Regions from separate parts of the Mus musculus genome. Here regions 1 and 3 are each linked to region 2. A link is a contact called in public Hi-C data. All regions are on one chromosome and are shown on one strand. Each heading gives the region's core, a stretch centred on a gene start, on an enhancer-like site or on the middle of the called end of the contact. The rest is flanking DNA. Distances are from core to core; before and after follow the strand shown. Region 1 has its middle 37 kb from the start of Gm33895. Region 2 has its middle 16 kb from the start of Gm13017. Region 3 overlaps Arhgef10l (Rho guanine nucleotide exchange factor (GEF) 10-like).

Region 1 (3,156 bases), core at 411-2,910, 120 kb before region 2:
TCAGCATTGGGATTTTCTCAGAGCCACACAGATCCTTGTTATGGGATCTGGATAAGAGGCATGAACCAGACTAGCTGCTGCACCCCTTATACATTGGGCCCTGACTATAGGGAAACTGAGGCCCAGGAGTAAAGCCAGAACCTCCCCAACTTCCCTCCAAGTGAATGTCAGCTACCTAAATAGCTCCGGTTATTTGGTTAAATTAATCCTCCGAGGAGCTGTGTAAATATAGTCAAGAAGGCAAGCACACAGGGATGCATATATATTTAACATGTATGCAGGCTGCGTTGCACCAATAAACAACTGAAGGCAAGCAGAGAGAAGATAAAAATACCAAACAGATCAGCGGGGGTGGGGGGTGGCTGTGTGCTGAGGTGCCATCAGAGGGTGCCATTGGTGTAGGAGTGTGTGAGGTCTCCTTCAGAATGCTATGATTGAAGAGACCAGCATCTTGGGCTTGAAGGATCTGTAGATGTGCACAGTGGAGAAAAGACATTGATTCCCCTAGGAGGGGCTCCACGGCTAGGCATATACTTGCTGCTTGACTGCTAAGTCCAAGCCCCACCATGCCTTGGGGAATCATACCAGGCTCACAGCACAAATATGCTTGTGTATAAATTGGTGGCAGCAATACTCCATGCCATGGTTCCATGATGTAGAAGGCACGTGTCACTTTGCCACATCAACTCTGGAGCCATTGACAGGCAATGCCCTTTGTCACTTGGAATTTCTGCAAGAACCTCGAGGGGATGTTGCTATTTTGATCCTCATTTGCAAGCAAAGCATTTCTGGTGCTCAGAGAGGTGACATAATTTTCTCAAGGCCACACAGCTAGTGGTAGAAGTTGGATTATACCCAGCCTTACCCCAGCCACCATTCCGATGTGTTTGTGCATGTGTGTATATGTGCATGTGTGTATGTGTGTGTGTGGGGGGGGGGTATATGGTTTCTTGTCTCCTTTTCCCAAGAGCCATCATTACAATAAGTTGGATGAGCTTACAATCCAACTTATTTTTAACATGGGTTCTGTGGATTAACAGGCCCTTCTGCTCTGGAGGCAAGTGCTCTACTGACAGAGCTACCTCCTTATGACTGGAAACCAGGTCTTAATGAAAATAATCATGTTAAAATGCCATTGAACTAAGCCACAGTCTCAGTTTGTTCAGTGCCTTTAGTAAAATGGGACAGTCAGATACACAGAAGGCAGCCCCTAGTCTGAGTGAATACCAGGCAAAGATGAGAGCAGACATCAGGAAACCAATGGAGTCAGACACTGCAAACAAGCTACCACAGGAGAGAGGCTGCAGCAGGTTCATGGTCTCAGCCGGAGCCAGTCTTATGGCTCAACACCTCCCTCTCAAGTGTCTGCCTCCAGAGGGATGAGGCAGCCTGTTTCAGCTTTTAGTTCCATAATGGTGCTTTGTCTGGGTTGCTGTAGACTATATCTTCAGAGAGGGTCAGGCTGAGAAAAGCCCGTGGTGCCTGCTGAATCCTAAACCCTCAGACCTCCAGGCAGAGGGCGCTGCCCTCAGATGAGAGGCCAGTTGCATCTCATATGATCTGTTGCCTTGGCAGCTACCAGGATGGAAATGGACAAAGAGGGATGGGGCTGGGTGAGCAGAGACCAGGCGCCTCACTGTCTGTGGATGATGTTGCCATGGTAACATCGTGATCTAAGAGGGAGCCAGAGAAAACTGAGATATGGAGGAATTTGGGGAGGACCAGGATGGATGTACAGGGGGTGAGATGAGGAAGGCCAAGGCTTCTAGAGTTTACCATGACCTGGACAGCATGCTGGCCACATGTGGTCCTCTGCATTTCCAGATTAAAGAGTTTAAGAGTCAAGAGGGGCCTGGAGTCCACGTCTGTAATCTCAGCACTTGAGAGGGGCTGAGGTAAGAGGACCACTGTGAGCCCACCAGCTTGGGCAACATAGAGAGTTAAAGGCCAGCTTGAGCTACACTGTCTCAAAACAACAACAAAAAGTAACTAAAAATAAAAACCCCATGCGATCCTTTGGGGTGTGGTGTCTTTACCTGTCATTTACAAATGTGGAGACTGAGGCCCAGCGGAGGAGCTTAGAGTCGGCCACACAACTGGAGGAGAGGAGGTAGATTCTAGGTAATTATTTACCTCCACATCCCCTGTCTTTCTGCTTCACCAGGCTCCTCTGGTACCCACAGAGTGATGCCTTGAGGGCCTTGGAAGAGACATTGAGTACCCAGCCTGACTTCAGTGGGAGGGGAAAACAAATGCAGGAATAGCAATCCCTGTCCGTGTTTTTAAAACTACTTGTTTGTATTTAAGAACAATACATGGCTGTTTAGTCACCCTGGGTCTCATGTAGCACAAACCAGCCTTGTCTTTCCATGTAGCTATTTAGCTTCTCAACTTCTTGCCTATGTCTCTCAGGTGTTCAGATTACAGGCATGCACCGCCCTGCCAGCTCCCTTTCATAGCTCAGTAAATCTAGGAGTTACTGACATGGGAGAACTCGGGCCCCCAGGGCCACCAGCCATGTGCTAAGCTACATCTGTCAGCCACCGAGCCAGACAGATGGAACCTAGCACCCAGCTTCCCAAGTTTAAGTCAGGATTGTTGCAGGCACCAGAACAAGTTGTAGTCAAGGGGCAAAGGCATGGCTAGACCCATGTCTATCCTGGGGTGACCAAAGCAGCCAACAGGGAGGCATTGGAGCCAAATCCAACATCAGATCCTGCTGCTGTGAGGTCAGACATCTGCCCCAGGACTGCAGTGCCTATGGCCTCATTATACAATAGGGAAAGCTTGGACTCTGAAGACCACCCCCCCCACACACACACATACCTCTCAAGTCCTGTCAGCTGACATGGACTGGAAGCATTAGGCTTGGTTGTAAGATATCCAGGAGCTGAAGTGAGTCCCATAAGCTGAAGTTACCTTGTCAGCTATCAAAAGATACCCCAGGACAGCTCAGAAATGGGTTTTCACTGGAGGGAATGAGTTCCCTGTCTGTGGAGGCATACAAGGTGAGCTGGAAGAGGTGTACCTTGTCAGTCATTTCTAACTGCATGCCCAAGCTCTGGGGCACTGTTACTCCTTGTTAGTGATAGATTCCCTTCCCTAATAAAGACATGTCTGGAGGTAGAAGCAGGACAAATCAACAGCTTAAAAGTG
Region 2 (2,808 bases), core at 302-2,801:
GGGGAGAGACCGCATGCGCTCACACTCCACCCCATGACTGCTTTCTCCCCATATGATCTTGTGGACGAACAGTTTCATCTAAACGGCTACGAGTTCTCGCCTCAAAGAACAGGAAGGCATAGTTTATTCTGAAAACAAATTTTGAGTGACCAGGCCCTGGCAACTCAGGGTTAGGTTACCTCAAACTTTCCCTGTTCCAATGAGGTCGCAGTTTCATAAATGTTTATAGTCACAGAAGAAAGCAAGCCATAAAACAACACACTTTGCACACATTGGTTGGTACCTTAGGTAGGTGAGTTACTGAAACATTGGGAGACTCAGTTATCGACTTTAAATGCTGTCTGACATAGTCACAGTCCTCTGGTGAGAACCAGGGGTCTCTTCATACATTCCAAAGGATTTTTCCTAACAGTCATAAAAGATGTCAGGTCTTGTACACCAGAAGCCATACATGCCTATTAAGGGGCCTAAGCTATTCCAAGATAATGGCTCTTAACCTGCAACATTCCAACCTCTCCAGATTGTTCGGATTCTAGCCAGTCACTCGGCTTTTTTAGACAACAGGTTCTTGCCAGGAATTCTAGCTGTCACAGATAACTGAGCCTGGGTGCCTGCTGTGGAGACATCTGAACTGAGAAGATATAGCTGATTAATCGATGCTGTACCCTCCTCGTCCACACAGAAGACGATAATGACTCAGCTAAAAGGATGTGGCTAGGGTGAGGTATGGACTCAACTCGTGCTCTGTGGGTGGCTTTGCTGTGCACACACAAAGGCTGTGAGTGAAAGTGTGTGTTCTCCTGATGAACTAACCCGCAGCCATCTTGGTTGCTGTTGTATAAAAAAAACAGCAACTTGATGCGATTCAAACTGACCCTTCACCTCCCTGCGGCTCAGGTTCCCTTTCTTAGGGTGTTGGGGTGTGTGTGTGTTTGTATATATGCATGAGTGTATGTGTGTGTGTGTTGATACGCATCCATGTGTTGATGTGTGAGTGTGTGTGTGTGTGTGTGTGTGTGTGTGTGTGTGTGTGTGTGTGTGCTGGTGTGTATCTATGAATGTGTTAGCCAGAGGTCCAGACCAGGCTCCTTCCTCAGGAGTCTACCTCCTTTCGGGAGACTGTCTCCCTGGTACCTGACTTGCCAACTTGGGTAAGGGCTGTCCAGTGAGTCCCAGGGGTCTGCCCCTCCTCTGGTTCCTCAGCTCTGGGATATGAGCAAGTGTTCAGGTGTGCTCTGGGGATGAACTGAGGTGCTCGAGCTTGTACAATGAGCACTGTCCTGACCTCAGCCTCTCTTCTCCCCCAGCCTGTCCTGACTGGAAGACAGCTGCTCCACCAGAGATCACTGATTGACTTGCTGAGGGGAGGGGGAAGGGAGGGGAGTGAAGGGGAGGGGAGGGGGAGGGGAGGGGGAGAGAAGGGGGAAGGGGAAGGGAAGGGGAGGGGAATGGGACAGGAAGCGCTCACCAGCTGCTGGAAACTGGAGCCCAGCCCTTGTCTCCTAATGTGACAGGAAATGGGCTCAGGCAGTGTGGCCTGCCGGCTGCCTTCCCAGAGCCAGGCCTGCTTTTCTCCAACTCCCTGGCCCTCTACAGGGAGAAGACAGAGAGGGCCCAGGCTGTGTCCCCAGAACCGCTGGACCTCTAGCCCCTCCTGCCGGAAGAAGGTGGCTAAGGACATCCCTCCTTGTTGAAGCAGCCTCCTCCCAGAGGCCTAGTTTGGTAGGACGGGTCCACCAAATGGCTCAATCCCCTCTGGGTTTTTGTAACACAAACAATCTTAGACAATCTCCTTGGCAGAGGGGGTTGGGGGAAAGGGGATAATCTGTGTGGTGTGAAGAGGAGAATGCTCTGAGCAGAGCCTCACCCCATTTGCATTTCTAAGTGAGAAACTGAGCAGGGGAGGGGGGAGGGGGCCACCACTCCTCTTGTTAACTCCCTTCTGGCTCTGCAGCTGAGGGAGTCAGCCCAGAGCTCCATCCACCTAAGACCCAAGTCCAATCCCTGCATGGAGGAGTCTGGAGTGGCAACCTCTGTGGACCTCTGTCACCTGTCACCTCCACAGAACAGAGAAGTTACACTACAGGTCCACGGGGAACCTTCCAGAAGGGGCACACTGTAGTTATTAAACCTGGGGAGCCAAAAAGTTTCACTCAAAGTGTGACCTTGTTTGGACCGAGCAGCTGACCTTGAATGTGACCCTTGGCCTCCCTGTGGGGGGTTGAATGAGAAAGGCACCCATTGGCTCATAGATTTAAATGCTTGGCCACTAGGGAGTGGCACTGTTTGAAAAGATTAGAAGATTAGAAGATTAGATTAGTGGCCTTGTTGGAGGGAGTGTGTCACTTGGGGCGGGCTTCGAAGTTTCAGAAGTCCACACCAAGCCCTGTGTCTCTCTCTTCCTGTGACCTGCGGATCTTGGTGTAGAACTCTCACCTACCCTCCAGCACCATGTCTGCCTGCAAACTGCCGTACTCCCACCATGATAACCATGACCCTTAACCTCTGAAACTGTCAGCCAGCCCCAGTTAAGTACTTTCCTTTGTAAGAGTTTCCATGGTCATGGTGTCTCTTCACAGCAATAGAACAGGGACTACGAAACTCCCCATAACTGGTAGGAGGCTTTGGGAGGAACTGGCTCAGCTGCCAGCCTCTGCCTCCCCAGAGGCCTGCCCCAGCATCTCCGGAAGCTGGCCACCTAGGTTTCTGTCTGGGTATCTCTGAGAATTCGAGGTTTACTCCCCTACATTGGGACGAAGGCATCTAATTCCACAAGCTGTAAGACCTGTAGACTCAAGCTCAAATCCG
Region 3 (2,846 bases), core at 130-2,629, 130 kb after region 2:
AAAGTCCAAAACTGAGCGACAGAGATGGAGCAGTGTGGGGATGTGTTCCTAAGAGAGAGGAGAGCAGAGGGCAAAGGCAGGCAGTGGGAGGAGCCAGACTATAGGGAGGAGTCGGGCTGTGAGGAGGAGTCAGGCTATGGGAGGAGCCGGGTTGTGGGAGGAGCCTAACTGTAGGGAGGGGTCAGGCTGTGGGAGGAGCCGAACTGTAGGGAGGGGTCGGGCTGTGGGAAGAGCCGGAACTGTAGGGAGGGGTCGGGTTGTGGAAGGAGCCAGACTGTAGGGAGGAGCAGGAGCCGGGCTGTGGGGAGGAGCAGTCCTGTTCCAAGGCCAACACAGGGTAAGTGGGTAGGTGGGCAGGTAAACTTTGAAAAAGAAAACAAAAAGAAAAGCATGGGGCCAGCAAGATAGCTCAGAGAAAGCACTCACTATACATGCCCGATGACCTGATTTTAAACTCTGAGACTCACAGAGTGAGTAGAGAACTGACTGCATGGAAGTATTCTCTGACCTCCACACACACACTGTGGCGCATGCCCCTGGCCTGGTAATGATAATAAAATTTAAAAAGAAGAATGGGGGAAGAGGAGGAAGAGGAGGCAATGGAGGGGGGAGGGAAAGGAAGAAGAGGAAGAGAAAGAAGGAAAGAGGAGGGGGAGGAAGGAAAGGAAGATAAGGAAGAAGAGGAGGGGAAGAGAAGGAGAAGGGAAAGGAAGAGGAGGAGAAGAGAAGGAAGAGGAGGAGAAGGACCTGCTGCTCTTTCAGAGGTCCCAAGTTCAATTCCCAGCACTCATGTCAAACCCCTCACCACAGCCTTAAGTCCAGCTCCAGGGGGTCTTCTAGCCTCCACGGGCACCCACACCCATGTTACATACCCGTACAAAAGACACACGTGCATACACATAATTGAAAACCTTTTAAAATACAACAGGAAAAGAGGGCTTGCTCCCGACTGATACCCATCCACACACCAAGCTGGTTTCATCTCTCAGCAGCAATATACAGATCTAACAACTCAAGGACATCCGTAGCCCCGCCCTGACTCCACTGCCCTCCCTGTCCCATGAGCAGGAGGCAGAGACCCCAGGCCATGCAGGCTTGCCCGATACCCCACCTCATCCCAGGAGAGCACACCCAGCATGCCCCAGGCCTGCTGTCCCCAGTCGGGCTTTTTTTTTTTTAATTAAGATGCAACATCACCCCACAGCGGGCTCTCCCTCCAGCGACAGCTCCGAGTGAACTCCAGACTGACTGGATTAGACTTTGAAGGTGACGATGCAGATAATGAACACAGAGAACGCCGTGTTGACACAGGCCCTGGCGAGCCACATTATTATTTAACAGGCCTTGCTTTCTGCCTCTGCTGGGATCAAGGAGCCGAACGCAATTGCTGGTAGGCGTAAAAGCCCGAGGCAGCAGTGGCCCAGCTCCACGGGGCCTGAACCGAGCAAGGTCAGGGTGGAGGCAGGAACCCAGCCAAGTGGGCGATGGAAACGACCTGAATTCAGAGGCCTCTTTCCCACATTGGCCCCCACTGCCCTGCCATGACCTCACCATGTCAGTTTACACCATACCTCTGGTCTCTCTCCACAGCAGAGTCTGAACTCCTGAAGGGCAGAGGCCAGGTCTCGGTCATCTTGGTCCCCTGAGTGCCTTACACTGAGGACACGGAGATGGGTGACATACTCTGCACCCAACACCTGCTCACTAGGACCTGTCCACTAATGAGCATCTGCTGTCACAACCAACGAACCAGACACAGGGTGACCAAGGTGCAATTCTTGACCTGGAAGATGCAGGCACAGAATCTGATCCCCCCAGAGTGATACGCGGGTGCCTCCCAAAGGAGATAGAACCTCCTTTTGGTTGAGACAGGCAGCCTGGGAATTAAGACCCATGAGGCCTGTGTTCAGACCCTGACTCTGCCTCTCTCCAGCTGTGTAACCTCGGGTAAGTTACTTAACCTCTCTGTGCCTGTTCTCACATCTTTTAAGAGGGAACAGCACTCTTCTCAGAGGGTGGCTTAAAGAGGAAATGAGTTTATATATGTAAAATACATAAGTTCAGGCTGGGTCCAACAAAGTCCATTGTCACTTCCTGGGGATGGAGACAGCAAGATGAACCCTGGTGTCTTCACCTCATGCCCCAGCCATGGAGAACCAAGAATCACACAGCCAGGTCTCCTGGCTGTGACACCCACTAGCTGGCTGCCCACTCCCCGCAGTCCTCCTGAAGCCTGGGGGAGCTTGCATGAGGCAGGTGACACAGAAGGCTCTCCTGGAAGCCTGCACTGTGTGGAGATATTAAAGACCCTGCTGGTGCAGAATTCAGGCTCAGCACAACCATATATAGGATGAATGCACACTCTGGAGGCTCCACAGGACTGGCTAGTCCCACCAGGGACCCATGGGCAAGCCTGGCGCCAGCTAGCCCAGGGCTGAGTCTGCGGTCATTAGCAGCAGCCAGATGGAGCTGGCTCCAAAATACAATGCTGGGGTGGGCGGCTCCCCTCCATCCAGGCACTATTAAATATACATGGTGCGACCTTGTAACTGAGCCACTACTGTGCATGCGGTACGCAGGGACAAGCGAGATGCCACCCATCTGCAGAGAAGCCTCCCAGCTGCCCAGGAATGCTCTCCCTCTGGCTCTCCAGCCCCTGCGGCGGGGACCTCCTGGCCAGGGGTCCAGAGGAGGTGAAAGGTCAGCATGCTGACCCTGCCTTAAGAGCAGCTGGTCCAGCACTAATCTCAAATCATGACAGCCTCTCAGGAGCCAGGAGGTCCCTGGAGCCCTGGGACGGTTGACCAGAGGCAGACAACACTGGCTGGTGAGGGACAGAACTCAGG

What was found. A called contact is a pair of places that touch in the nucleus more often than the background predicts.
Region 1: a contact with region 2 is called in a Hi-C map of the N1E-115 cell line, with 2.6 times the contacts expected there. The contact joins two enhancer-like sites. A contact is called at or near these places in 3 of 484 Hi-C or Micro-C datasets (the AML12 cell line, the N1E-115 cell line and nephron progenitors), 3 of 115 datasets of contacts at active chromatin or transcription factors (double positive thymocytes and embryonic stem cells) and 1 of 9 other capture datasets (embryonic stem cells).
Region 3: a Hi-C map of the N1E-115 cell line shows a contact between it and region 2, with 4 times the contacts expected there. The contact joins two enhancer-like sites. A contact is called at or near these places in 5 of 484 Hi-C or Micro-C datasets (the N1E-115 cell line, cerebellar granule neurons, liver and 2 more) and 1 of 115 datasets of contacts at active chromatin or transcription factors (embryonic stem cells).

The regions. Positions count from the first base shown.
Region 1 is chr4:140,284,546-140,287,701 of GRCm38.p6, forward strand. No RefSeq gene overlaps it. Among named protein-coding and RNA genes, the nearest start is that of Gm33895, 37 kb to the right of the region's middle. Within about 2 kb of position 1,661, at least 28 of the 459 cell types and tissues checked have an H3K27ac peak or open chromatin away from gene starts, as enhancers often do. A contact at or near this core is called in the N1E-115 cell line, where this site is marked.
Region 2 is chr4:140,404,905-140,407,712 of GRCm38.p6, forward strand. No RefSeq gene overlaps it. Among named protein-coding and RNA genes, the nearest start is that of Gm13017, 16 kb to the left of the region's middle. Within about 2 kb of position 1,552, at least 54 of the 459 cell types and tissues checked have an H3K27ac peak or open chromatin away from gene starts, as enhancers often do. A contact at or near this core is called in the N1E-115 cell line, where this site is marked.
Region 3 is chr4:140,531,087-140,533,932 of GRCm38.p6, forward strand. All of the region lies in intron 26 of Arhgef10l (Rho guanine nucleotide exchange factor (GEF) 10-like), which reads right to left. Among named protein-coding and RNA genes, the nearest start is that of Gm42335, 73 kb to the right of the region's middle. Within about 2 kb of position 1,380, at least 49 of the 459 cell types and tissues checked have an H3K27ac peak or open chromatin away from gene starts, as enhancers often do. A contact at or near this core is called in the N1E-115 cell line, where this site is marked.